6 separate regions of the Mus musculus genome follow, and regions 1, 2, 4, 5 and 6 are each linked to region 3. A link is a contact called in public Hi-C, HiCAR-type, HiChIP or PLAC-seq and promoter capture Hi-C data. All regions are on one chromosome and are shown on one strand. Each heading gives the region's core, a stretch centred on a gene start, on an enhancer-like site or on the middle of the called end of the contact. The rest is flanking DNA. Distances are from core to core; before and after follow the strand shown. Region 1 overlaps Dip2c (disco interacting protein 2 homolog C). Region 2 overlaps Dip2c (disco interacting protein 2 homolog C). Region 3 holds the start of Dip2c (disco interacting protein 2 homolog C). Region 4 holds the start of Wdr37 (WD repeat domain 37). Region 5 overlaps Dip2c (disco interacting protein 2 homolog C). Region 6 overlaps Dip2c (disco interacting protein 2 homolog C).

Region 1 (4,035 bases), core at 275-2,774, 360 kb before region 3:
CCGAAAATCCCCTATCCCCTCCCCCCTGCTCCCCAACCCTCCCACTCCCATTCCTGGCCCTGGCATTCCCCTATACTGGGGCATAGAACCTTCACAGGACCTAGGGCCTCTCCTCCCATAGATGACCAACTAGGCCATCCTCTGCTACATATACAGCTAGAGCCACAAGTTCCACCATGTGTTTTCTTTGATTGGTGGTTTAGTTCCAAGGAGCTCTGGGGTCCTGGTTAGTTCATATTGATGACAAGAAACTTTTATATGTAAGATAAATAGAAAATCCAGATACAAAAATATTAAGAAAATCACATAGGAAGAAAATTAGGAGAGCCAAAAGAAGTCAGACACTTGACCTTCTGAGTGTGTCAATCTGTACTGTTTTACATCCAAATCACCACACAACAGCACTTTTAAAAATACTTTAAAGAATAAGATAACAAATTTTAATTCAAAAGTATTTGTTCAAACCACCAGTTTTAAAAATTCATTTATTTATTCACTTTACAACCCATTATCAGACCTTTCTCTCCTCCCAGTACCCCTCACACAAGTCCTACCCCACCCTTCATTCCACTTTCCCCTTCTCTTTTGAGGAGGGGAAGTACTTCTCATACCCCATTCCCACACATCAACTGAGACCAGACAGGGCACAAACTGCTATTTTTAATGCTTGCTTATCATTGTGAATTAGCAGTACTTGATCATATTTATTATAATAAAAGATGTCAGATAAATATTGTGAGATTTAAAGATATATTTTACTTATATGAAAATTGATAGATGAAACCCACATCATTGCTGTGCTGTAGCTGTGTACCTGTAATCTTCCTATCACAAGCCATTTCTCCTTTAATATGGTCAATCTCATTCAAAAAATTTCGAAACAAAAATTAAGAGAGCCCAGATGGCTCAAGAAATTTAAGAAAACTAAATGAGGGACTAGAGAGATGGCTCAGCCATTAAGAGAACTGTCTGCTGTTCCAGAGGTTCTGAGTTCAATTTCCAGCAACTTCATGGTAGCTCACAACCATCTATACTGGGATCCGATACCCTCTTCTGGCATGCAGATGTACATGCAGATAGAGCACTTATACATAAATCAATTTTAAGGAAAAAAAAAGACTAATGAGCCCACAAACTTATTTCGAACATGATTCTTCACGTAGAGAAGTATTGTAGAGGGAACACAGCAGAAGTGGTAGCAAATTTTCATCTCTCTCTCTCTATTTCAACATATCAAACTTTCAGTTATTTTTGTGAAGTGGAAATATAGCAAACCCCAACCTTTCATATAGCCTTTTTTTTTTAATTGGATATTGTCTTTATTTACATTTCAAATGTTATCCCCTTTCCCAGTTTCCCTCCCTCCCGGAAACCCCCTATCCCCCCCTTCTTCCCCCTGCTTCTAAAAGGATGTTCCTCCACCCACTCACCCACTCCTACCTCCTCACCCTCAGTTCCCCTACACTGGGGCATCTATTGATCCTTCATGGGAGCAAGGACCTCTCCTCTCATTGATGGGAGGCCATCCTCTGCTTACATATGCAGATAGAGCCATGTGTACTCCTTTGTTGATGGCTTAGTCCCTGGGAGCTCTTGGGGGACTGGTTGGTTGATATTGTTGTTCTTCTATGGAGTTGCAAACCCCCTTCCACTCCTTCAGTTCTTTCTCTAATTCCTCTATTGGGGACCCCACGCTCAGTCCAGTGGTTGGCTGTGAGCATCCACCTCTGTATTTGTAAGACTCTGGAAGGGCCTCTCAGGAGACAGCCAGATCAGGCTCCTTTCAGCATGCACTTCTTGGCATCCACAATGGTGTCTGGGATTGTTAACTGCATATGGGACGAATCCCCAGTGGGACAGTCTCTGGGTGGCCTTCCCTTCAGTCTCTGCTCTACACTTTTCTCCATGTGTGCTCCTGTGCACAGCCTTTTCAATGCAGTCAGTAATTTCAGAATGAGAAGACCAGGTACATTCAAAGAAAGAAAGCCAGACTTTATTATTATGCTGTAAACTTCTCTGTGATTTGATTTGCTCAAATGTTTGTGCAAATGTTTATAGTCAATATGTCATATTCAGTAAAAGCCCATGTAAATAATTCTTATATCCCGTACAAGGACATATTTTTACTAATTTGCCATTGGTATCTATTAAGGATCTTTTTTGTTGTTTGTTTGTTTTTGGTTTTGTGTTTGTTTTGTTTTGGTTTTGGTTTTTTTGAGACAGGGTTTCTCTGTGTAGCCCTGGCTGTTCTGGAACTCACTCTGTAGACCAGGCTGGCCTCGAACTCAGAAATCCACCTGCCTCTGCCTCCCGAGTGCTGGGATTAAAGGTGTATGCCACCACTGCCTGGCTTGTTGTTTGTTTGCTTGTTTGTTTGTTTGTTTTTGAGACAAGGTTTTGCTTTGTAGTTTAGGCTGGCCTTGAACTTGTGGCAGCCATTCTGTTAGAGCTGAAAAGTACTAGGTTACAGGTTTGAGTCATCATACCCATCTCTCCAGATCACTTTACAGCATTACACAGGTATATCTATGAAGCATAAGAGACATATACACTATTAAACAACTACCTGTTATAAGTTACTTTTTCCCCAATGGAATGTGAGCTTAGTTCAGTCCTTGAGAACAAACTTACACTCAGATGTTCTTTTATCCAGAACCTAAGCTTTTATACTATTTCCCACAAGCGTCCAAAGCTAACATAAGACGGGCTTCAAACAATCATTTTTTTTAAAGCATTTCCATATTACTCCCCAATTAACCCATTAAAAAACATACTTCAGATCTGACTGCAGCACAGCACTTGCCTTCTTAGCTCTAGAGATGCATTTAAGGGCTTTACCTATGCATTACCCTATCCTCATCAGACCCATGTACATTAAAAATCTAGTCTATGTTTAATTAAATGTATGTATGCACAGGTGCACATGAGTGTTGCAATGCCCGAGGAGGCCAGAGGCACTACATTTCTGTGGAATTGAATTACAGGCAGTTGTGATACCTGTTATAGATGCTGGAAAACAAAACTGGGTCCTCTACAAGTGCAGTACATATGCTCTTAACTACTGAGCCAATGCTCCAACCCTATGAACACGTTTTGAAGACTGGGTATTATTTCCAGAGCACACCACAGCTAAAATAGACATCCCATTCCTTTCTCTTCCTGCGTGAGAGGTTGAATGATGACCCCATCCTAGCCTTTTTCCTAGAAATGTGTAGCTTTTCTCATCATGCTCAGGGGAGTATGGCATTCCCACCTGGACTGATTTTACCTAAACAAGTGGGCTTGCTGTCACTTCAGTATGAGCTTACAGAGTCTGACTAGGTATGACTCTGAATTTGAGCCTTACCTATTAGCTAGTGTATTGTCTCTAATTAGAAGCCTCAAGGTAGCACTCAGCAGCAATCAGAATAAGTGAAAAATTTATCTCAGCTGTATAGATACTTTAAAAATATGACCTTCAGGCCAAACCCAGGATCATACACCAGAAAGAGCCTAATCTCCAACAAGGCTACACATTATACATCCCATAAATCATAATCACCTACCAGAAAATGCTATGTGTCTTTCTATCCTGAGAAGCAAAGGAACACAGCGTTTCTGTTAATATCAAACAGTATTCAGAACATTCATGATTCAAGATTCATAATGCTATGCAGCCTCCCACAAGCCTGAAGCAGGCTGAGCCACCTTGACTTTGTTGTCACTGAGGAGATTACTTAGGGTGGAGCCTGCCTCCCTGGATCACTCTATTGTTCTGCCACTGCCGCTGCTGCTACCTGCTGGGAGTCGGCCTAGCTGTTCTGGAGCCTACATGTGCTCACCTGCAGCTGGGCTCCAAGGATGATTTGGAATGGGCTTTCTCCTCTCCTTTAAAAAGCGTGTCTGCCATTAAAAAATTTGAGCCTTGATCAGAATACTGTCTTGGTTCCATCTCTCTCTCTCTGCCTAGTTTCCTTTTCTTTCAGCTCCAGGCTGCCTCCCAGGCTCGAACCCGGACATTAGAGCCGCAGGCCGGCCCCAACAATGCTACATTAA
Region 2 (3,727 bases), core at 1,027-3,526, 270 kb before region 3:
AGTGTTCTGAGGTGTAGGTGGTTACATCAGGAGGTGCAGAATGATTTTCTGTAAAGAAGAGGAGGAGACAATTTTCTTATGAGCCTCATGGTTATTCTGAAGGTCAAACAATAGAACCTCAAAAAATGTCCAGAATATGACAAACTCATACAAAAGGATCATTTTGATCCAATATAATGACACAAGCCTGTGTTCTAAACACTTGGAAGAAGATGCAATTAAGATCACAAGTTTTGAGGCAAGCCTAGACCTATATAGAAAAAGACCATACCTTATAAAACAAAAAAGGATTACGCTAAACCAAGGTCAGCCACAAAACTCCCAAACAAAGGTGATTAATGTTAAAATAATGTATACCATTATTTTAAAACAGTGAAAAACTGTGAAAAACAGGCAAAGATCAGACTTAATTTCATAACAGGAGAAAGGTCAGTGAATCGATGTAGCATTTTAACTAGAGCACTGTCTAACATGACTGAAGGATAAAGTATCATATGTTATGTATGCGCTTGTCCGTAGAAGCAAAGCACTTTTCTTACTGTGACAACAGAGGCAGCACACAATTCAAGCTTTGATCCTAGGGTTTAAAGGGCAACACTGTTGATTCCAGGAGAACCTAGGAAACATTTTAATCTCTCTGTGCCTCAGTTTTCCTACCTATCAAAATGAAGCAATAATGGTGATTCCCTGAGATATTGGGTAGATTGAGAAAATTAATACATGCAAAACTCTCAAGATATTCCTGATAAATGATGAGAAACATCATGAAATAGTTAACTACTTTAATTAAAACACAAATAGTCTTAAATAATTATTCAAAAAAGCTTATAATCTAATGTTTATTAAGTGTCACGCCATGGCTATCTTTTTTAAAGTCAGTATTGCTGTGATAAAATACTGTAACCAAACAAACTTGGGGAAGAAGGGGATTATCTGGCTTATACTTCTACAGCATTGTTCATTATCAAAGATATTCAGGGCTGCTACTTAAACAGGGAAGAAACTTGAAGGCAGGAGCTGATGCAGAAACCAATGGAGGGGTGCTGCTTACTGGCTTGCATCCCATGGTTTCTTCAGCCTTTTTTATAGAACCCAGGACCACATGTCCAAGGACAGCACCATTCACAATGGGCAGGGCTCTCCCTCATTAATCACTAATTAACTAAATGCTCTACATACAGGCTTGCCTACAGCCTGATCTTATGTAGGCATTTTCTTAACTGAGGTTCCCTCCTCTCAGATGTCTTTAGCTTTTTATCAAGTTGGCATAGAACTATTCAGTACAAATGGTCAAGGAACAGGGCAAACTTCCCCTATAGTATTCAGAGTCAAGCTCCTCAATGGTTAAATAGCATTAGAACAGTTTTTATAATTATTAGAGCATTAAAACCATGTCCAAGGGATGATCAATGAATTAGACATATGTAAATTCTAATAATGCATATCAGAATGCTAATTTTGATTCACTAATGCATGTTATGTGGAAACTTTGGATTGTTTCCTTTATATTACTCCATGTTAGAAGCCACCCTGTTAGACCCTAGGCACAAAAGTGCACAAGAGTTTTGGGGTTATGCATATATTCATAGATGACAGAAAACCTTCCACTGACTTGAGGGTATTACAAATAAATTTTGTCTTATACTACCTGAAGGTGGCTGTCTTGGTCGCTGTTCTATTGCTGTGAAGAGACACCATGACCAAGGCAATTTTTTTAAAGATAAGATTTATTTATTTTATGTGTATGAGTATACTGTAGCTGTCTTCAGACACAGCAGAAGAAGGTATCGGATCGCATTACAGGTGGTTGTTAGCTACCATATGGTTGCTGGGAATTAAACTCAGCACCTCCAGTGCTCTTAATGACTGAGCCATGTCTTCAGCCCCTACCAAGGCAACTCTTATAAAAGAAAAATGTAATTGGAGGCTTGCTTACAGTTCCAAACTTAAGTCCATTATCATCACAGCAGGAGCACAGCAGCAGGCACAGCAGCAGGGTGCTAAGAGCAGTAGTTGAGAGCCACATCTCTATCTGCTGGCAGGCAGAGTGCACCTGGGCCCAGCATTGGCTTTTAAAACCTCAAAACCCACCACACCTCTGTAGTGTATTTCCTCCAACAAGGCCACATCTTCTAACCCTTTCAAACAGTGCCTGCCACTCTCTAATGACTACGCAGTCAACCTATAGAGGCCATTTTTACTTGAACCACCACAGTGACATTCATTGGCCTCTTTAATCTTACACTCTTCTTTGGCCTCTTTAACTGTAGTCTCCCCTCCCCCAGCCTGAAACCTGCTTGCTCAGGGGTGGAGCTTTCCGCTCAATCGTTCTGCCACACCCACTGCTGGAACCTGCCGCTTTGCTGTTTGGAGCCACACACGTGGTCACCCTGCTACTGGATCCCGAGATTATTTGGCAGGAATCGGGCCCCCTCCCACTTCCTTCATAACTGAGTGTCAGAACAGTAAAATTGAGCTTTGATCAGAATGCCTGTCTTAGCTACATTTCTTTCTCTCGCCGCCTAGTCCCTCTTCTCTTCCAGGTTTCCAAAATGCCTTTCCAGGCTAGAACCCAGGCTGTGATCTGCTGGCCGGACACAACATTTAACCTTACACTCAGCTTCTGTTTCATGGACATTTCCATCAACAGAAGCACAAATACTCCTCATAGGAAAACATGGCAATCAAACAGGCTGTAAAAAGCACTTTTATAATCAGAGAACTAAAGCAAGAAGATGAAAGCCACCCTGTTAGACCCTAGGCACAAAAGTGCACAAGAATTTTGGGGTTCTGCATATGTTCATAGATGACAGAAAACCTTCCACTGACTTGAGGGTATTACAAATAAATTTTGTCTAGTAAGCAAATACACAAATATCAAGCATGTGAATAATGACTGAATTCCTACAGAAATTTCCTTGCATGTACTATACAAGTGTCTTGGATAAAGATTGGTGGTTGGGATGGAGTAGTCTACCTTTCTGAGGAGGCTTCAAATGGACAACCCTGGGTGACCAACCCATCTGATCCACCAAAGCCACCCTGGGAGCCTCTGGTTCCAAATACTTGGACAAGTGGTTTGAAGAATATTCACAGGACTGAACCATATGGGTCCAAGTTCTGTAATGAACCTCCCATATCTTTGGTTCCTATTTTATAAATGACGGTGACACCTGTCTTACACTTACCTCATAATGGCAGTGAGGGAAATACACACACACTAGCGCTCCATTTCACCCACATTGCGTGCACACGTTACTGAAGGCGAGATTCTTCACTAGCATGTCATTCTATGATGCACACAGGCATCAACAGCCCATTAGAGTCAGTCAGTGTGTGAGGCTTGAGTCACTGGATGTTTTGTAGACTCAAAGGTGGCAACAGACTCCTAAAAAGGCCATTTGCCATGTTCTTTCCTAAGAATATCATGCTATTTCTTGGTCTGAATTCTCAGCCTGCAACTCAACTCTCAGTACATCAGAATGTGACTGTATATTTAGGGCCAGGTACTTTGCAGATGGTCACCAAAACAAATGAACAAACAAAAACAAAGCTAGTGGAATGGACCCTAACCCACTATATTTGATGACCTTATCAGAAAGAGGAATCCGGCCAGAAAGATGGCTCAGTAAATTACTGAGCAAGTCTGATGACATCAGTTTCATCCCAGGAGCCCACAAAATGAAGAGAGACAACAGAGTTCCAAAAGTTGTCTTCTGATCTCCAC
Region 3 (4,101 bases), core at 344-2,843:
CAGGCCATTTCCACACCACTAAGCTGTAGTCTTCTCAATGAGTGGGATGACCGCTAAATATTTATTACTAGACACATTTTGGAACTTTAGTGGAGGAAAAAGGAAAAAAGAACCTACAAAACCCAAGCTGAAACTTATGACAGTTGAGCACATGATGTCCACCATGAAGAGCAAAGACGAAAGCGTATATAACACTCCGTGAAATCACAGCAGAGCAGCCGCAAAGTCTCAATGTCTCTATCCGGCACGATGGGAAGGAGGCATCCAACCTGGCCTGAGGGGGGAGGTTTTAGGGCTCTAACTCAACCAGCTCGTCACAAACACGCCGGAACAATAGTACTACTATCTTCCTCCCGCTGACAGGACCGTGTGCCTGCAGCCTCAGGGGGATCCAATCCCGAAGTCCACTGACAAGTTTCGCATTAAAATCAGGCCATTCAGAGGCCGTCCCCAAGCAGGGAGCGTGGAAGCATGTGCTGTGCTGGTGCTGGTGGTGCTGCTGGTGCATGTGGTGGTGGTGATGATGGTGGTGGTGGTGGTGGTGGTGGTGGTGGTGGTACTGCAGCTGCATCAAGGACGCAGCGCCTCTCCATTAGGGAAGAGCGCACATCCCCACCAAGGCCATTTCCCCCGCAGCCCTAAAGGTTGCTCCATCTTGCTTCGTAGCCGGGAGCCCCGGGCCCAGCCGCAGCGCGCAGGGGGCATCGCGGCTGCACCGTGCCAGTTGAGCCTGGAGGGCGGGGGCCGCGGCACGCACACGCGCGCGCGTGCACACACACACATACACACGCACACACACTACACACACACACACACACACACACACACACAAGCACGCGCGCACACAAGCACATGCACACACATGCACCCTCCCCGGGGCCACCACACGGGGCCCGGGCCAGGGTCAGGGCCGGGGCCCCGCCACCCCGAGGCCCGGCGCGCGCCCTCCCCGGAGTGACAGCACGGCCCGGCCCGCGGGGCCCCGAGCGCGCTCCAGAGAAGCGGTGTCCCGGCCCGGCCCGGGCGCGGGGCTAAGGGGGGTTGCTGTTACCTTCCGACAGCTCCAGCTCCAGCTCGGCCAGCCGGGCCCTCACCTCCAACGGGAGAGCCATGCCTTCCAGGCTGCGGTCCGCCATGCTCGCCGCAGACGCCTCCGCCCTGCCGGCCTCCTCTTTGTTCGCCGACGGAGGGCTCCTCAGCGGCCGCCACTCGAACCCGGAGGAGCCGCACTGAGGAGGCGGCGGCGGGCGGGCGGGAGCGGGAGGCCGGGCGGCGGCGGGCAGGCGCGCGGGGATTTTCTCCTTAGCCTCCTCAGCCTCGTCAGTCTCCTCAGCGCCTCCTCAGTCTCCTCAGCGCCTCGTCAGCCTCCTCAGCGTCTCCTCAGCGCCTCCTCAGTGCCTCGTCAGTCTCCTCAGCCTCCTCAGCGCGGCCCCGACCCTGGCGGTGGCCTCGCGCCCGGCTCTCTGCGCGCCTCCCCCAGCCGCGGGCTCCGGCCCCGCTCGGCCGGCACCGGATCACGGGCCCGCCCGCGGTCACGGCCACAGGGCTCTCGAGCTGCTCCGCGGCCGCCCTGCCCCGGCGGGAGCGAGCGCCGCTGCGCGCGCACCGGGCAACAAGAAGGCGCGCGCGGAGGGTGGGAGCGCGCGGACGTGCCACGGCGGCGCGCGCTCAGGGGGGCGGGGCCTCCAGCGAGTACTTCGAGAGCGCGCTCGTGGGACAGTGGTGCATTTGGCCTTAGGAGGGGGTCTTCCCAACCCTGAGGCTTAGTTAGGCTCCTCAAGACTCAAGGAGAAAAATAAAGAAGGCATTCGGAAGCACACCCTAGCCTGCTTGTTAAAACTTCAAATGTTCTGGATCATCGAGGGCTGATTTTTTTAAAATACTTTTAAGAGGAAAAAATAATTAAAAAAAAAAAACAAAACAGCATGAGACATAGATTGAGTCCTAGGTTTGAAGTTTAAAAGCATGGATCTAGAACAGACTACTATATGACCTTGAAACACACAATGTTTTGTCTAGACTTCATTTTTCCCATCCGTGGAAATAAATCAAGGTAGGTTGGGTCTGTCACACACTGTCCAGCCTAAGGAGTCTTCAGCAAGTGTCTTCTCCCTCACATCCTACAATATCATCCCCTGCTTTTCTTCTACCTCTTGTGAATTTTTTTCCCTTTGGTCATCGCCTGTGATGGTATCAATGTCTATTCTGAATGGCTGATACGGAGTCTGACTATTTGGGGGCATTCTCGCATGGCCAGCTGTCTCCAGAGTAATCTCACCTAGCTGCCCCTGAAGCCCCAAACACCACAAAACCAAAGTAAAAACAGCATCTCCTAACATTAAACATCCACCTGCTTCTTAAAGCATTTTATTAACTCTTTGAGAATCTCCTACAATGTATCCCTTAGCTCCTCCCAGAGTCATCCCCACCTCTCTACTATCCCAATTTTATGTCTATTATTATTATTATTATTATTATTCAATAACCTATGGACTCCAATTTGTTCTGCTCAAATATTTCAGGATGGCTGATCTCACAGGAGGCACATCCTTATGGAAAAAAATAATAAAAAACTGACTCTCCCTCCCCGAGAAGCCATCAACTGGCCATAGGGATAGGAGCTCATTAGCCCTTTGCTATGGCATGCTAGAATGTTAACTGCCTTCATCCTGTGCTGGCAACCATAGCTTCTGTGAGTTTGTGAGTCCAGAGGTATTGTCGTGTCCAGAAGACAGTTTTGTTCCCAGTTTTCCTCAACCTCTGACTATTACAATCTTTCTACTCCGTCTTCTGTGATGGTCTCTGAGCTTCGGGTGTGGGGTTATGATACAGACGCCCTATTTGTGACTGAGCACTCTACTGACATCTATTCTCTCCACTTTGATCAGTTGTGAGTTTCTGTGTCAACCACTACACAAAGAAATTCCTCTGATGAGGTCGGAAGTCTGCACTAGTCTGTGGGTAGAGAAATACAAATTTAGAGGGCAGTTTGATGCCTCGTCCCTTTAGCGGAGTAGTAATAGTAGGTTAGGTTCACTCCTACCTATGATCTCCCCAGCCAGATTTGCAGTACCAGGCATATGTTTCCTCCTGTGAGGCAGGTCTGAAATCCAATCAGACAGCAGTTGTGAAAGCATATGACCTTGATCTTCACACATAGTATTAATATCATTCAGGTTATTATTGCAGGGTTCATAGATGGTTAAAACTGTTAAACACACACATCCACAGCCTGCATAGCACCTTCCAGTACCAAGCAAGACAGCCAACAAAGAAGAAACTTACTGATTAGCATTGATGGATTCTGCCATGTCCTATGAATAATGTGTACGGTGCCTTCGGCCTTAGGGTCTTACCCATCACCCACCTGCTTTTATCAGCTACTAGTGTTTTCCTAATTATCTAGGCTAAAGTCACCCTGGCTTCTCTACCTTCCTTTATCTTCACACAACTTTTGCTTCTCAGTCCCCTCAAATGTATCCCACAAAAACACTGATGGTCTGCTTCCTTCCCATGCCTGCAAACACTGTTTCTAGTCCCCATGCTTCTTCCTGCCTGGAATATTCTAAAGACCATTGAGATGGTGTACCCAGCAATGGGACCCTGAAATTGTAGACACTTCTTTCAACAGTGCTTCAGCACATCTTCTTATGGAACGCAAGTGAACTTCTTAGCTTTAAACTAGGGGACCCTCACTAACTGCTCCAACCTTCAGCCTAGTCTTACCTGCCCACCCCCCATAGGTTCTTGAAGAAAGGATGACTAATATTCAGCATCCTTGCTAATTGTACATCAGTCTTCTGAGGCAGGACCTCATGTGTTCAAGGCTGGCCTCCAACTTACTATGTAACCAAAGATGGTATGTACCATGCTGCCTGGTTTATGCAATGCTGGCAACCAATCCCAGGGCTAAACCAACATTCTAAAACCTGAGTACACCCCAGCCCCCAAATGGAACATCCATCTTCTTAATTGTTTTCATCTTGTTTATGTTTATTTTTATGTATAGAAGTCAGCATGTTAGATCTTCAGGATTTGAAGTCACAGACAGTTGTGATCTGCCATGTGAGTACTTGGAATGGAATCCGGGTCTTCCAGAGG
Region 4 (3,868 bases), core at 1,354-3,853, 410 kb after region 3:
ATCAGAAGAAGGCATCGGAGCCCACAGAACTGAAATTACAGATGTTGAAGCCTGCTCCTTTTAACATCACTGCAGCAATTTTGTATTCAGTCTCCATTTTGCTCATAAGTTGAAATTAAGTTCAGTTCTCAGACTCCACTTTCCAGAAGTGATTATCCATAGCTGACACTGAAGAATGCTACTAATAAGCCAAGAAGTTATGATTATAGTACTTATGCTCTGTTATCTCAGTGCTCTGAAATTCCCTTTTACTACCTGCCACCCCTCTTACCTTACTCAGGACCAATCAGCTTAAAGTTAGCAGCTACTACTTTTGTCTAGTTAGGCAACATTTTGTGCTACTCCCCCACAACCCCCTTACCTTCTAAACCTTTGAATCTGTTTTTTCCTATAAAAAGCCTGCCCTAAAAACAGACTGGTACCACAAAATTAGGTTCCCGAATCCTTTTTGTGGTCCTGATTGATCAGTCTTGGAGTGTGTGTTCTACAAACCATTTTTGCTTACCTGAGATCTGTGTTCGTATGGTTTGTGATGCAATTTCTGAACCTCAACAACAGTCAATTGTAACCTGTGGGTGCTGGGAACTGAAACTGGGTCTTCTGCATGAATACTCAGTGCTCTTAACAGACAGCTACCTCTTAGGGTTTCCTTGCTGTGAAGAGACGCCAAGACCACAGCAATTCTTACAAAAGACATCTAACTGGAGCTGGTTACAGCTCTGAGGTTCAGTCCATTCTTGTCTTGGTAGGAAGAAGGGCAGCATGCAGGCAGACATGGTACTGCAGGAGGAGCTGAGAGTTCTACTTCTTGATCTGAAAGCAGTAGGAGACTGAGACTCACTTGCCAGACTTGACCTTCTGAGACCTTAAAGACTGCTCTCAGGCACACACTTCCTCCAGCAACATCCCACCTACTCCAGCAAGGCAACATCTCCTAATAATGCCACTCCCTCTAGGCCTATGGGGGCCATTTTATTAAAACCACCACGCTTTGTTTTTTTTTTTTTTTTGGTGGAACTCTAAATATACCAAAGATAAAATGTACTTCCATTAAAAGTATCTTAAGTGGCACCCAAATGTGGCTGCTTTGTTGCAAACTTAGTGGAATGCTACTTGGATATGGAACTATGCTTTACAGTACTTTCTGCTGGCTATCATTAACAGCAGAATGTCTTATGCATTCTTTGTTACTAGTTAAAATTTTCTTAAATAAATATCACAGCCTCCAAATTTGACAGTGATTTCTCTGAGAAGCCAAATCTTTTTTTTCTCAGTTCATATTTATAGACTGTTACTAGTGATAAGCTTTGTATACTATATTTTTTTTAAAAAAAGATTTATTTATTTATTTTATGTATACAAGTACACTCTAGCTGTACAGATGGTTGTGAACCACCATGTGGTTGCTGGGGTTTGAACTCAGTTTAAGAGCAGTCAGAGCTCTTAACCATTGAGCTATCTCTCCAGCCCCCTGAATATTATACTTGATACACAAGTAACCCACAATTTCTTGTACAGAATGTTTTGGTTATTCGAGTCTCCAAATACGATAAATTTATTTCTTCTCCAGCAAACATCTTGCATTACTGCTTCTTGAATCTGAACCTTCAGTTTTATCTTATAGGAAGAATGTTGACCCATATAGAAGGAAAATACTATCATGCTTTTACTGTAGGTGAGTTTTAAACATCTAGTTCAAGTTGCTCGCAGAGACAAGGCTGTTTATGTAACAGCTCCATTCTGCTATGTAGGTCTTCCCAACCCTGATTAACGGGGAAAAGCGGCTCAAGTCCCACCTTTTGCAGTGAACAGCTGATTCTATTTTCCCCTCTTAGCCAATGGTGATCAGATATTTCAGAAGGAAACTGGGTGAGTCATCTTCTGCAGATAAGCTGAAATATTAATAGTTCTATCTCTACCAGGCTCTCCTGCAGCCAGCTAGCAAGACTCCCACTGAGCCCTGCCTGAGGAGCCATTCCTAGCAGATCAGCCTGTAAAGCAGTTGGATTTGAGAGATTCTGAAAGCGATTACGTTAAATAGTACACTCGACTTTGCATTTTAATAGATTATTTTTCTTACCAGTTTTTGGGCTGTGCGAGTGTTTAGGACAGATGGACTTAAAACCTGCCTGACCGTGGACCCCTCACCGGAATCCCTGCAGTGGTAAGTACCCACGGTCCGGGAGGCTGTGTGTGCTTCTCCCTGTTACCGACGCTACAGGGTCTCGGGGAGCAATTCGTGCAAGGATCGCGTGTACCGTTAGTGTGTGGTGCAGAATTTGGGGTCTAGCAGTGCCTGTAAGCACCTTGGGAAAGCTCCTAACAGGGAAAGCGCTGAGCCTACTTGCGCCACCAGGGGACGCCATACTCGTTCTGCAGTCACTCGCTGGGTCTTGGCTCAGCGCGCTGCTAGGCCATAGTTTAGGTCTCCAGGACCCGGCGTCAAAGCCGAAAGCCAAAACAGGAGACTATCCCGCGGAACAAGCCTGTGGGACTGAGCGAAGGAGACCAGGAAAGAACTTCCGCAGCCGTTGGGCATGGGGCGGAGCTTCCGGTCTGTTTTTTTTTTTTTAAGGACCATCTCTGAGGGCGGGACTTCCGCAGTTACCGGAAGTACGGGCGCGCCAGTTCGGGTCGCCGGGTTGTGTCAGTGCGGGAATCGGCCGGTTTTTTTTCCTGCTCTGGGTCTGCCTCGGGAGCCTCGTCGCGGGGGGATCTACGAATTGAGTGCGACGTAGGCTGGTTCCAGGCGGACGCGAGTGCTGCTGCTGTGACAGGTGACGCCATCTTCTCAGCTGTCTGGCTTGGCATCCTTCTCGGGCGCTCGGGGGATGTCAGGTGTCCGGGTGGCGGTGGGGACGAGGCTTCGAGGTGGATGAAGGATACAGTCCTAATCCTGCGCACTCTCTCTGGCTCCCTGTGTACTCAAGTGGCGTCTACCTGGCTGTCTGTGTCCCGTGGGAAGCCCAGAGTTTTCGAAGATGGTGGCCTTCGATCCCGCAAAGACGGGGTATGGCCTCTGGGAAGGAGGAAGGGTGGGGGGCGGAGATGGGGTAAGCAGATGCTGAAGTGGTAAAACCCCGCCACGCCTTTGTTTCTCTTTCTGAAGACTTCCTTTTCTTCCCCGTACACTTCTATTTCCTAAGTTTTAAGGCATCATAATGGGCCAGTTTTACCAAAAAGTTGCATAAATATGCCATTTCACTTCGCGAGCAGACATAACCGAACGATTGATCAGGTTCTTAGAGGTTTTATCATCTAACTTGAACTCTTCGATGTTTCTTGTGCTTGAAGACGAGGACCGTTAGCTCTACACCACTCACTCTCTTGCCCGGATGTAGATTGCTAGGCAGTTTCTTTGAAGTTCAGATGGGTTTTCTTTACATTGCTTATTGTGGCCTACAAAGTATGCCATCAAAGCGGTACTGAAACCTTTTTACCTCTAAGCAGTACACCTGGTGATAATAAGCCTCCAGGATACTTCTCCCTTTTCTAAGAAATCTTCTATTATGCTACCTTCCTTGCTGTTTTGGTTACTTTGCCGATCACATTTTCAAGTGTTTGTAAATTCTCTTTGACACCTAAGCCACATACTTGAGCATAGTATATATAAATATAACCTGACCAAAGTAAGTAGAGGCCTTCTATTAGTGTTGCCCATAGGAGACGCAGAGCAGTGGCCAGTGGCCACATGAAATAACAGTGTGACCTTGATGTTTATGACAGCTACGTTTTTGCAGTGTATATCAAGCCTTCTTGCATAAATTTCTGGACACAGGACCTAAGTATGCTTCCTTTGGTTTTCTTACTCTGAGATGTTACTTCCTTTAGTATAGGTACGTTGGTCTGTTATCTTACTTTGCCCTTG
Region 5 (4,148 bases), core at 1,421-3,920, 290 kb before region 3:
AAAATAAATGTTTAAGCCTAAAAGCCTAAGAAAGTACTAAGAAACAAAAAAGTTAGTCAAAAAACACACTGCATGAAATAGCAAGCAGGCATTTTGTTTTGTTTTGTTTTTCTTTTTTAAGTGCCAATACCACCTTCAAAATCTAAGGTCATCTTTCTACAAAAGTATGCACAGCCAGCTCAGCAATCACTTTTCAAGTGGCATTGATAACGAGCCAAACATTTCTCCATAATGCATACTAAATTTTCATTTAAAGGAAAAGTCTAAAACCCTTTCTCCCTTGACAATAATCTAATAGCAAACTTCCTGACTCTTAGAAAACAGTAAGAGTCTATGTGAATGGAAAAGCTATGTTGGCAGATATAGCACCAGTAACACCGACAGGGAACCTTCAGAGTCCAAAGCAGGGGATATGTATGGACCTTAAAAGGGTTATTATTATAGCTGAGTATATTATATAATATTATAGCTGAATATATGGTCAAGATTCAAAACAGTTTTTCTGAGACCAGCTGTCTTTATTGAACTTTTGCAGTAAGCTGGACAATATGACTCCTAACACAAGATTTGTTTATACTGTGGGAAGGCCCTTCCCAGAAGTTAGACACACTCGCATAAAAGATGAATGAGGCATAAAGGGAGTTTACTTACTGTCAATATGCCATGCCAGAGCCCCACATCTTTCTTGAAGTCTAGAACATTCACAATGGTTTCAGCTGTATGAGAGAAACAATTACAAGTTTTACTTGACATGATCAAGCAGCCTGAGTGGTACACCAAGGAAAACCCTCTACCTGAGGGGTCATCCTAAATCTTAGAAGAATACCATACTACTCTGTCTTCACAGAACCCTACAGTCAACTTACAGACCACTAAGAAGCACTAGCCAGGCTGGAGAGTATTTCCAGGATAATATTTGGGCATGTAAGTGAACATCAACAACTGCCCACATATCACCACTGAAAAATATCTGACCATATCAGACACAGTGGTACAGGTCTGTGAATCCGACCTTGGGAGGCTGAGAGAGGATAATCACAACTTTGAAGCCAAGGCTGGACCACACAACTAACTCAAAGCTAGCTTGCGCATATAGTAAAGACTTCTAGAACACTGTCACTTAACAACACTCCCACCCAACACGATATTACCTTCCTATTTATTTCCTGTTTTCCTGAGATTCTCTTATAATTTCTTCTCTGAGACCTTGTTCTGCTAACAGGGAAGCATGGAGGGAGAATTATTGGCAGTGCACAGACTTGTTTTGTCTTAAGAGAACTCTGTAGGGTGGTGGGGGTGGAATAATAAAGAAGGAAAGACATAGCTTCACAGGGATGGTATAATATTGAAGCAGTATAGGGATGGACATTCCAAAGGAATAGAAAGAGCAGGGGGAAATGTGAGGAAGGTGTGGCGGCAGTCCCAAAGGCGCCAGGGACTGCAGCTAAGTCATATGACTTTCACCTGACTTCCTCACAGGGAAAAGCTGTGAAAATATGTTGTCAAAAATAACTATTTCCGGGGCTGGTGGATGGTTCAGTGGTTAAGAGTGTCGACTGCTCTTCCAAAAAGGTCCTGAGTTCAAATCCCAGCAGCCACATGGTGGCTCACAACCATCCGTAACAAATTCTGATGCCCTCTTCTGGAGTGTCTGAAGACAGCTACAGTGTACTTACATATAATAAATAAATAAATATTTTAAAAAACAATAATTATTATTTCCTAAGACCAAATCAGTGATGCTAGATGCCCCAGAACTGAGGGTTTGACCTTCATTTGACCTTGCTCTTATCAAACCGATTCAATGGGCATTTCAGTCACCTATACATAGGCTCCTGGCCACTTCTCAGTGTCCTAGAAATTTATCAGTGCTAGGTCTCATGGTCTCTTCATTCTGTCTGTCAATATTTACCAAAGGTTTAAGCATTCTATTTCCTACTCTTCTACCAGAGAATAAAATGGAGGTGGAGCAGGGAGACTAATTCAAAATATAGATATCCAAAGAAAATATTCTAGATTCCTTTTTATAAACTAATTTAAAGAAATTATTTTATATTCATGTATGTATTTAATTTGCTTCTGATACCTAAAAGGTGACAGCCGTGGATCTTGAACGCATGTATAGGTCAGGACACACAAGTCACTGTTCTAACAAAATCATAGTGGTGTTTAGAGGCCATGTTTCTCCAAGTGTTAGATGGCATAAATGTTAATAGAACATGTCTAGGAAAAAGGGAAAAGATGAGGAGACCCTTGAACATGAACAGCAGGAAACAGGAAGCCACTCACAAGTAGAGCTAGGGACTATTAGCGTCTTCAGGTCCCAGAGTCTGCTGTTGGTATAGGTTTGTGAGCTGTGGATATGCCCGCCCTGGACAGGCAGTTGGGGATTGCTTTGGCTTTTCCTTCTCTGTGTCCACTCAAATCCATTACCACGGTTGCTGCCACCCACTCTACCTCTACACTTCTCAAAATTGAAGAAAACACACCAGGAAAAACAACAGACCGCCAATAAAGCTTGAAAACCCTATTCTCAGAATTTCTTATTCAATTGTGAAGAGTGGGCTACAACACGGCATTTAAGAGAAAGAGCTTCTAAAGACAGAGAGCCATGCGCAGGTGGGGATTAGCACGTGTGCCAGCTGTGAGATGAGTCACCCATTTCCAAATCTGTGTGGTAAAGTGCTAACACCTCTTCTGGGGCCGAGCCTTCAAGGATGTGATAAATATTAGATGAGGCCATGGGCAGGGCTCCAGGGTGCACAATGAAAAGTGTCACATGAGGACACAGTAAGAGCTAGTTATATGGAAGGATGGTGGAGCCCCACTGCCAACATTCTCACTGTGGACTTCCAGCTGCAGTCCCTGTGCCTACGTTTCACCAGTTCAGGCTGAAGCACTAAGCACTGCTTAGTAAGGTCACACACTGATGGATGGCAATGGGCACAAACTGAATGCTACTTTGATAGGTCCCAGTAGGAACCACACACAGGCTGGTTTGCCATCAGGCATCCCTGGTTAATGGGGCATCTCCAAAAACCGAGATCCAACGAGTCTCAGGGCCATCCACACCTTCTGTATAGCCGCAGGCCTGTGTGAGTGCCTGACAGTGTGTCAGCAGCGCTATCCTCGTCACGGTCACACCAAGAACACTTCCATCTTTACACGTCTTATACTGAAACGAGACAGAAAATATGGAAAGGTGTTTGGATAAATAAATTTCTGGTCCCCACTCAATAGCTTCTAGTTATTGAGACAGTGTGAGTTCTAGCCACACTGCAACTAGTATAATGAGGTGAAATCACATCTTTTTCAGTAATACACTCCCAGCCTCTGTGGAAGGCATCCACCTTACCTCAATATAAGCTGTGTCATTATTTGCATCTTTGATGTGTGGAAACCAATCCCGAGGAGGTTTAGAGAGGTGTTTTGATTCTGTGACAAACCATAGCAGCTTTGGCCAACCTAGGAAATAAGTCATAAATTTCATTTAAGTAAATGGGACCCTTAAAATGAGTCTGTAGAATTTCTTCATCCTTTACTTCACAGCTTGGTTTCAAGCACTTCAGTCTACATGTAATCTCTGGCATTCCCATATGTAAAATTGACAGTACCACTAAGAATGTTTGAGACACCAGCAGCCATATCATGTTACTCCCATAGATTATGAGTTACCTGTATTATCAGAAATGATGACAAATCAGAAAAGTTCTGTCCTGACTCAATAGGACAGTTCTGAACAAGTGAAGGGCCAGTCTGTAAACTGAAAGATCTACATAGGAAGCAAGTTCTTGGGGGTTCTGTGGCATACCTTTGAACTGTGGGATCTCTCCTGTTGGGCTTTTTGGCAGTCCTTTGTGACAGGCATCACTAGTCAAGGCAACAGTTACTCCACAGCTTCCAAGCAAGAAACCTATCTGTTGGCTCCCTGCATCCTGAAAGGTGACCAAGGAAAGTTAAAAATCTAAGACAAAACTTTACTCATACCCAAAGCACTGCCTCATCTTGGGTATGTGGAAATTAACTGCCCTATCCATGACCCTTCTCCCACAACGCTCTGTGTGTGTGTGTGTGTGTGTGTGTGTGTGAAAATGGTCAAAATATATAAAATTTTAAAAACAAAGACAATGATCCTAAGATTTCATTAT
Region 6 (3,783 bases), core at 215-2,714, 320 kb before region 3:
CCTCACCTCTACTCACCATCCACACACAGATCTGGGGACCAAGTTTCTCCCAAATCCCAAAATACAGAACTTAGTAAACAAATGAATCCTACAGGAAGCCAGAGCATAACTGTATGACTTCCTGATGTCACCTACCTACCTCTCATGAGATGGAAACTCATGTAAAGAGATGAGCGCATACAGATACACAGATGAGTTTATGGGTTCCTCTTGCTACTTCCTGTTCTTTAACAGCAACATGCCGTATCAATACTGTTCATTCTGCTTGGAGACTGCCTTTCTCTAAGAACACCAATCATATTAGTCATAGCCATCATCTGCCTCTAGCAACCACAGTGTAGGCGCACGGCCCTATGGCTGACTGTCAGCCTGCTCCACTTCCACAGCGCTTGCTCACCAGGGCCGCCTATGGCTCTTGGAAACATCTCTGCATTCTCTCCATCTAGCAACCAGGATACTAGAGGTGTCACCCATTATACACGACCTAGAACCTTCTAATATGGTCTTTTTTTTTTTTGTGCAAGAAGCATTCTGAATTATTTATAAGAAAAAAAATCACAGTAAGATACTCAACAGTTAGTAGACCATGGTCACCATCTCATGAGGTCTGAATCTTTGGAAAGAGTTGACTTTTCACATCTCCATAAATCTGACCCATGGGCATGTCCTCACTGGCACCCATGGTCCAGCCACGGGGCCAACTAAACAGCTTTCATATAACTCTCCCAGCTCCCTGATTTTTGAATCGTTCTCTCCCTCTCCCTTCCCCTTCCTTCTTTTTTAAATGGGAAAGAACCACAAAGTGATAGATGTACCAAAGGGCCAAACGAATCTGCCAAGAGTGCACAAATGCATCTGCAATTTTATCTTCACTGATTACCATAGATAATAATCAAGCATGTTTTAATTAAGTGGACTAAAAGCCAGGCACACAATCAGCTGTACTGATGTTTACTGGAAGTTCAATTTCTCTTTCATTACCAAGGCAGAATAAGCTGTCCCTGGAAGATTATTAAACATGGGACACAATTTGGTTAGATGACAACATAGAAGAAATATCAGTCCTAACCACTTCAAGCCAGAGTAATGAGTCCTCTGAAGTCCTTTCTCTAGAGCAGAACTGCAAAATCTAACAGTGAAATGCTTGCTTTCCTTTAAACATTTCAAGTATTATGCAAAATAGGCATGACTGTTTATTTGGACGGTCAACTTGATTGGATTATGAAACACTTTGGATAGTAGTAAGACACACCTTTGAGGATGTCCAAGAGGGCCTATCCTGAGAGGATCAACCTAAGAGAGAAGTTAAATAGAAGATTCTCCTTAAATGTAGACAGTACCATCCCATGGGCTGGAATCCCAGACTGAATAAAAAGGGACAAATGCAAGAGCAGAGCCGCATCATTGCCTGCCCTCTGCTTCCTGGTCTTTTGAGAAGTGAGCAAGCAGCTGCTTCATCAGAGAGCATCCTCAGATAGCATCATCAGACAGCATCATCAGACAGCTCACACCACTGTGATTTCCTACTATGATAAACCATGTCTCCTTAAATCATGAACCAACGTGAACAGCTCCTTTAGGTTGCTTCTTGTCAGGTATTTGATAACAATGAAAGCATTGCAAATAACTCACCATGAGCATTCTAACCCCTTCTACACTGTACTACTGTACGATGCTATTTAAGAAAGTCTCATTTTGTCTTTACACTAAAATCTTTAATGAAACTTTTCACAGCGCCATATACAATAGTTTCATAGGATAGATTGAAGCTCTCTTCTTCAACCTAATGATTTAGCCTCAGAACTCTCACACATGAAAAACTCATGTCAAGTCTTCAGAGAATGTTTGGAGAGGGTACGCCATCAGGACAAATGCAGTGAGATTTACTTGTGTCAGCTCATTTCCCCAAAACAGTACTCCATATCATCCTACCCATGCTTACATTAGCATGAAACATCAGCCAGAGGACACTTTTCTATGTTCATATATTATAGAAATAATCTACAGAAAATGTTACAATGAATGCCAAGTATGCATAACCACTGTCATCAAATATATTCAGGAACAGATTAAATAAAGAGTGAGAAGAAACACAGAATTTGAATTAAGATTCTACTCCTAACATCAGCCAACTTATGGAAACAACCTGGGAGTCTAACAAAAGAGAAACCATAAAGAAAATGTGGTATATATTCACAGTGGGATTGTTTTATGGCCATAAGAAAAGATAAAACTTAGGTTGGAAGAGCATTAGAGAAACTAGGATTTTCAGTCACGGATCTATTTTCATCGACAGAAGGAAATGACACCTAATCACCTGGAATACCAGAGTGAAAACTGGTCAGTCAACCTGGTTACTCTTTGCTTTTTACTAGGAGCCAGCCTCCAACAGAATCCCCCCAATACCCTGAGCATTGCTCAAGGCCCTAATCTTGCAGTTAATAAAACTCATACATCCCTATGAATGAGGCCCCAAGCACACTGCATCCTCCACGAATAGAATCTATCCTTATGCTCATCACGGATCCTTCGTCTGGGCCAAATATTCTCAATCTGTAGGTCATGACCCCTTTAGGGGTGACACAGCAGATATGTTACATATCAGATATTTTATACTATACTTTATAACAACAGTAGCAAAATTACAGTTATGAAGTAGCAACAAAATAGTTTTATAGTTGGGATCACCACAATATGAGGAACTCTATAAAGGATCCCAGCATTAGGAAAGTGGAAAACCATTGCTCTAGGCCCTAGACCTGATCTCTGTTTATCAGCCAATACAATTCATTCTATTGTAAAGGTCACAGGTCACAAGTTCTACTATGTTTACATGTGTAATAAACCATAAGGTCAGTCTCTGGAAAGCTACAGCCCAGGGCATGCAGAGATGGCACTGTCTTCAGTTTTATTCTTCACCTCTAGTGGATCGTCTCCCCCAGGCTGTGAGGCTTACAGGGTAGAAGAGGGGCGGGACAAGGGGTAGGGGAGCAGGGAGTGTATAAGGGGGTGTTCCCACAAGGTTGTTTGTAAGAAAAACAATGCAACTGGAGATGATCACATTAAGTATAGTTAGTCGTTCTCAAAAGGACAAGTAATGTATGTTTTCTCTTGTTTGTAGTTCCTAGATTTTATAGTCATATAAAGGAATGTTTGCATATATTGACTGAAAGGAGAAGTAATGTTTAGGGGAACAAAAGGCTTAATTGGAACAAGGAGGGTTGAAGAAAGGAGGATTGCAAGAACAGGGTGGGGCAGAAGATACTCAAGGTATGAAATATATCTTTAAGAAAATAAATACATTCAATGCTGAAAGGAGTTGTTATCTCTTGCAGTCAGTTGTCTCGGGAAGTCTAATCCCAGGAGCTAATTAAAAAGTTCATCTGCTTACAAAGCCAGCACTGGTTTAAGCACCATAACAATTAAGCAAGGAAGTGGCTGCTGTGGTAAGACTGAGGATGTGATCAGAGTACAAGGGAAGCACCAGCGAGCAGGCCTGGACTCAAGACCAACTTAGATGTTTCTTATGGTTTTTCCTGATTCAGCTTTAAAATCTCAAATCATAGCTTATCTATTTCTGTTCATGAACCTCAGGATCAATGTCAATCAGAAAGCTGACGTATTTGAGAACATCACCACCCACACCAGAGAAGAGGAAAGTGGGGAAGGGCCATTACCTGCCATGAATGTGTCCAGAAAACGCTCTGTCATGAGTGTGCACTCACAAGCCACAGAACTGTGTGTGTCCAGAGCCTGGGGAAATTGTGCAAACACTTTTGATTC

Evidence for each region. A called contact is a pair of places that touch in the nucleus more often than the background predicts. HiCAR-type assays count read pairs that join an accessible place to other places. HiChIP or PLAC-seq counts read pairs in DNA pulled down with a chosen protein or histone mark. Capture Hi-C pulls out chosen DNA fragments and counts their contacts.
Region 1: an H3K27ac HiChIP or PLAC-seq map of embryonic stem cells shows a contact between it and region 3, with 6 times the contacts expected there. The contact joins the enhancer-like site here to the promoter of Dip2c in region 3. A contact is called at or near these places in 6 of 39 promoter capture datasets (the 3T3-L1 cell line, the C10 cell line, embryonic stem cells and 3 more), 7 of 484 Hi-C or Micro-C datasets (adipose-derived mesenchymal stem cells, cerebral cortex, cortical neurons and 4 more), 10 of 115 datasets of contacts at active chromatin or transcription factors (VIP interneurons, astrocytes, embryonic basal ganglia and 6 more) and 1 of 9 other capture datasets (embryonic stem cells).
Region 2: a contact with region 3 is called in a Hi-C map of liver, with 2.6 times the contacts expected there. The contact joins the enhancer-like site here to the promoter of Dip2c in region 3. A contact is called at or near these places in 1 of 39 promoter capture datasets (hippocampal neurons), 3 of 484 Hi-C or Micro-C datasets (cortical neurons and liver) and 8 of 115 datasets of contacts at active chromatin or transcription factors (SST interneurons, VIP interneurons, embryonic basal ganglia and 5 more).
Region 4: a promoter capture Hi-C map of liver shows a contact between it and region 3. The contact joins the promoter of Wdr37 here to the promoter of Dip2c in region 3. A contact is called at or near these places in 2 of 39 promoter capture datasets (liver and pre-B cells), 1 of 484 Hi-C or Micro-C datasets (LSK cells), 2 of 115 datasets of contacts at active chromatin or transcription factors (bone marrow-derived dendritic cells and bone marrow-derived macrophages) and 3 of 9 other capture datasets (adipose tissue, liver and macrophages).
Region 5: an H3K27ac HiChIP or PLAC-seq map of heart atrium shows a contact between it and region 3, with 4 times the contacts expected there. The contact joins the enhancer-like site here to the promoter of Dip2c in region 3. A contact is called at or near these places in 1 of 39 promoter capture datasets (hippocampal neurons), 1 of 15 datasets of contacts at CTCF or cohesin (large pre-B cells) and 7 of 115 datasets of contacts at active chromatin or transcription factors (astrocytes, embryonic forebrain, extraembryonic endoderm stem cells and 4 more).
Region 6: a HiCAR-type map of PVALB interneurons shows a contact between it and region 3, with 6 times the contacts expected there. The contact joins the enhancer-like site here to the promoter of Dip2c in region 3. A contact is called at or near these places in 1 of 39 promoter capture datasets (hippocampal neurons), 9 of 115 datasets of contacts at active chromatin or transcription factors (PVALB interneurons, SST interneurons, embryonic basal ganglia and 6 more) and 1 of 9 other capture datasets (pancreatic islet).

What each region holds. Positions count from the first base shown.
Region 1 is chr13:9,630,375-9,634,409 of GRCm38.p6, reverse strand. All of the region lies in intron 29 of Dip2c (disco interacting protein 2 homolog C), which reads right to left. Among named protein-coding and RNA genes, the nearest start is that of Gm36423, 42 kb to the left of the region's middle. Within about 2 kb of position 1,524, at least 2 of the 459 cell types and tissues checked have an H3K27ac peak or open chromatin away from gene starts, as enhancers often do. A contact at or near this core is called in embryonic stem cells, where this site is marked.
Region 2 is chr13:9,546,505-9,550,231 of GRCm38.p6, reverse strand. It overlaps Dip2c (disco interacting protein 2 homolog C), which reads right to left. Exons shown (of 37, transcript NM_001081426.2): 6 at 1-48. Among named protein-coding and RNA genes, the nearest start is that of Gm36423, 130 kb to the left of the region's middle. Within about 2 kb of position 2,276, at least 29 of the 459 cell types and tissues checked have an H3K27ac peak or open chromatin away from gene starts, as enhancers often do. A contact at or near this core is called in liver, where this site is marked.
Region 3 is chr13:9,274,017-9,278,117 of GRCm38.p6, reverse strand. It overlaps Dip2c (disco interacting protein 2 homolog C), which reads right to left and starts at 1,593. Exons shown (of 37, transcript NM_001081426.2): 1 at 1,052-1,593. The coding sequence starts at 1,136.
Region 4 is chr13:8,869,779-8,873,646 of GRCm38.p6, reverse strand. It overlaps Wdr37 (WD repeat domain 37), which reads left to right and starts at 2,603. Exons shown (of 14, transcript NM_172445.3): 1 at 2,603-2,777.
Region 5 is chr13:9,567,618-9,571,765 of GRCm38.p6, reverse strand. Dip2c (disco interacting protein 2 homolog C) reads right to left here. Exons shown (of 37, transcript NM_001081426.2): 11 at 3,812-3,935; 12 at 3,356-3,465; 13 at 3,073-3,175; 14 at 652-716. Among named protein-coding and RNA genes, the nearest start is that of Gm36423, 100 kb to the left of the region's middle. Within about 2 kb of position 2,670, at least 7 of the 459 cell types and tissues checked have an H3K27ac peak or open chromatin away from gene starts, as enhancers often do. A contact at or near this core is called in heart atrium, where this site is marked.
Region 6 is chr13:9,590,487-9,594,269 of GRCm38.p6, reverse strand. All of the region lies in intron 17 of Dip2c (disco interacting protein 2 homolog C), which reads right to left. Among named protein-coding and RNA genes, the nearest start is that of Gm36423, 82 kb to the left of the region's middle. Within about 2 kb of position 1,464, at least 2 of the 459 cell types and tissues checked have an H3K27ac peak or open chromatin away from gene starts, as enhancers often do. A contact at or near this core is called in PVALB interneurons, where this site is marked.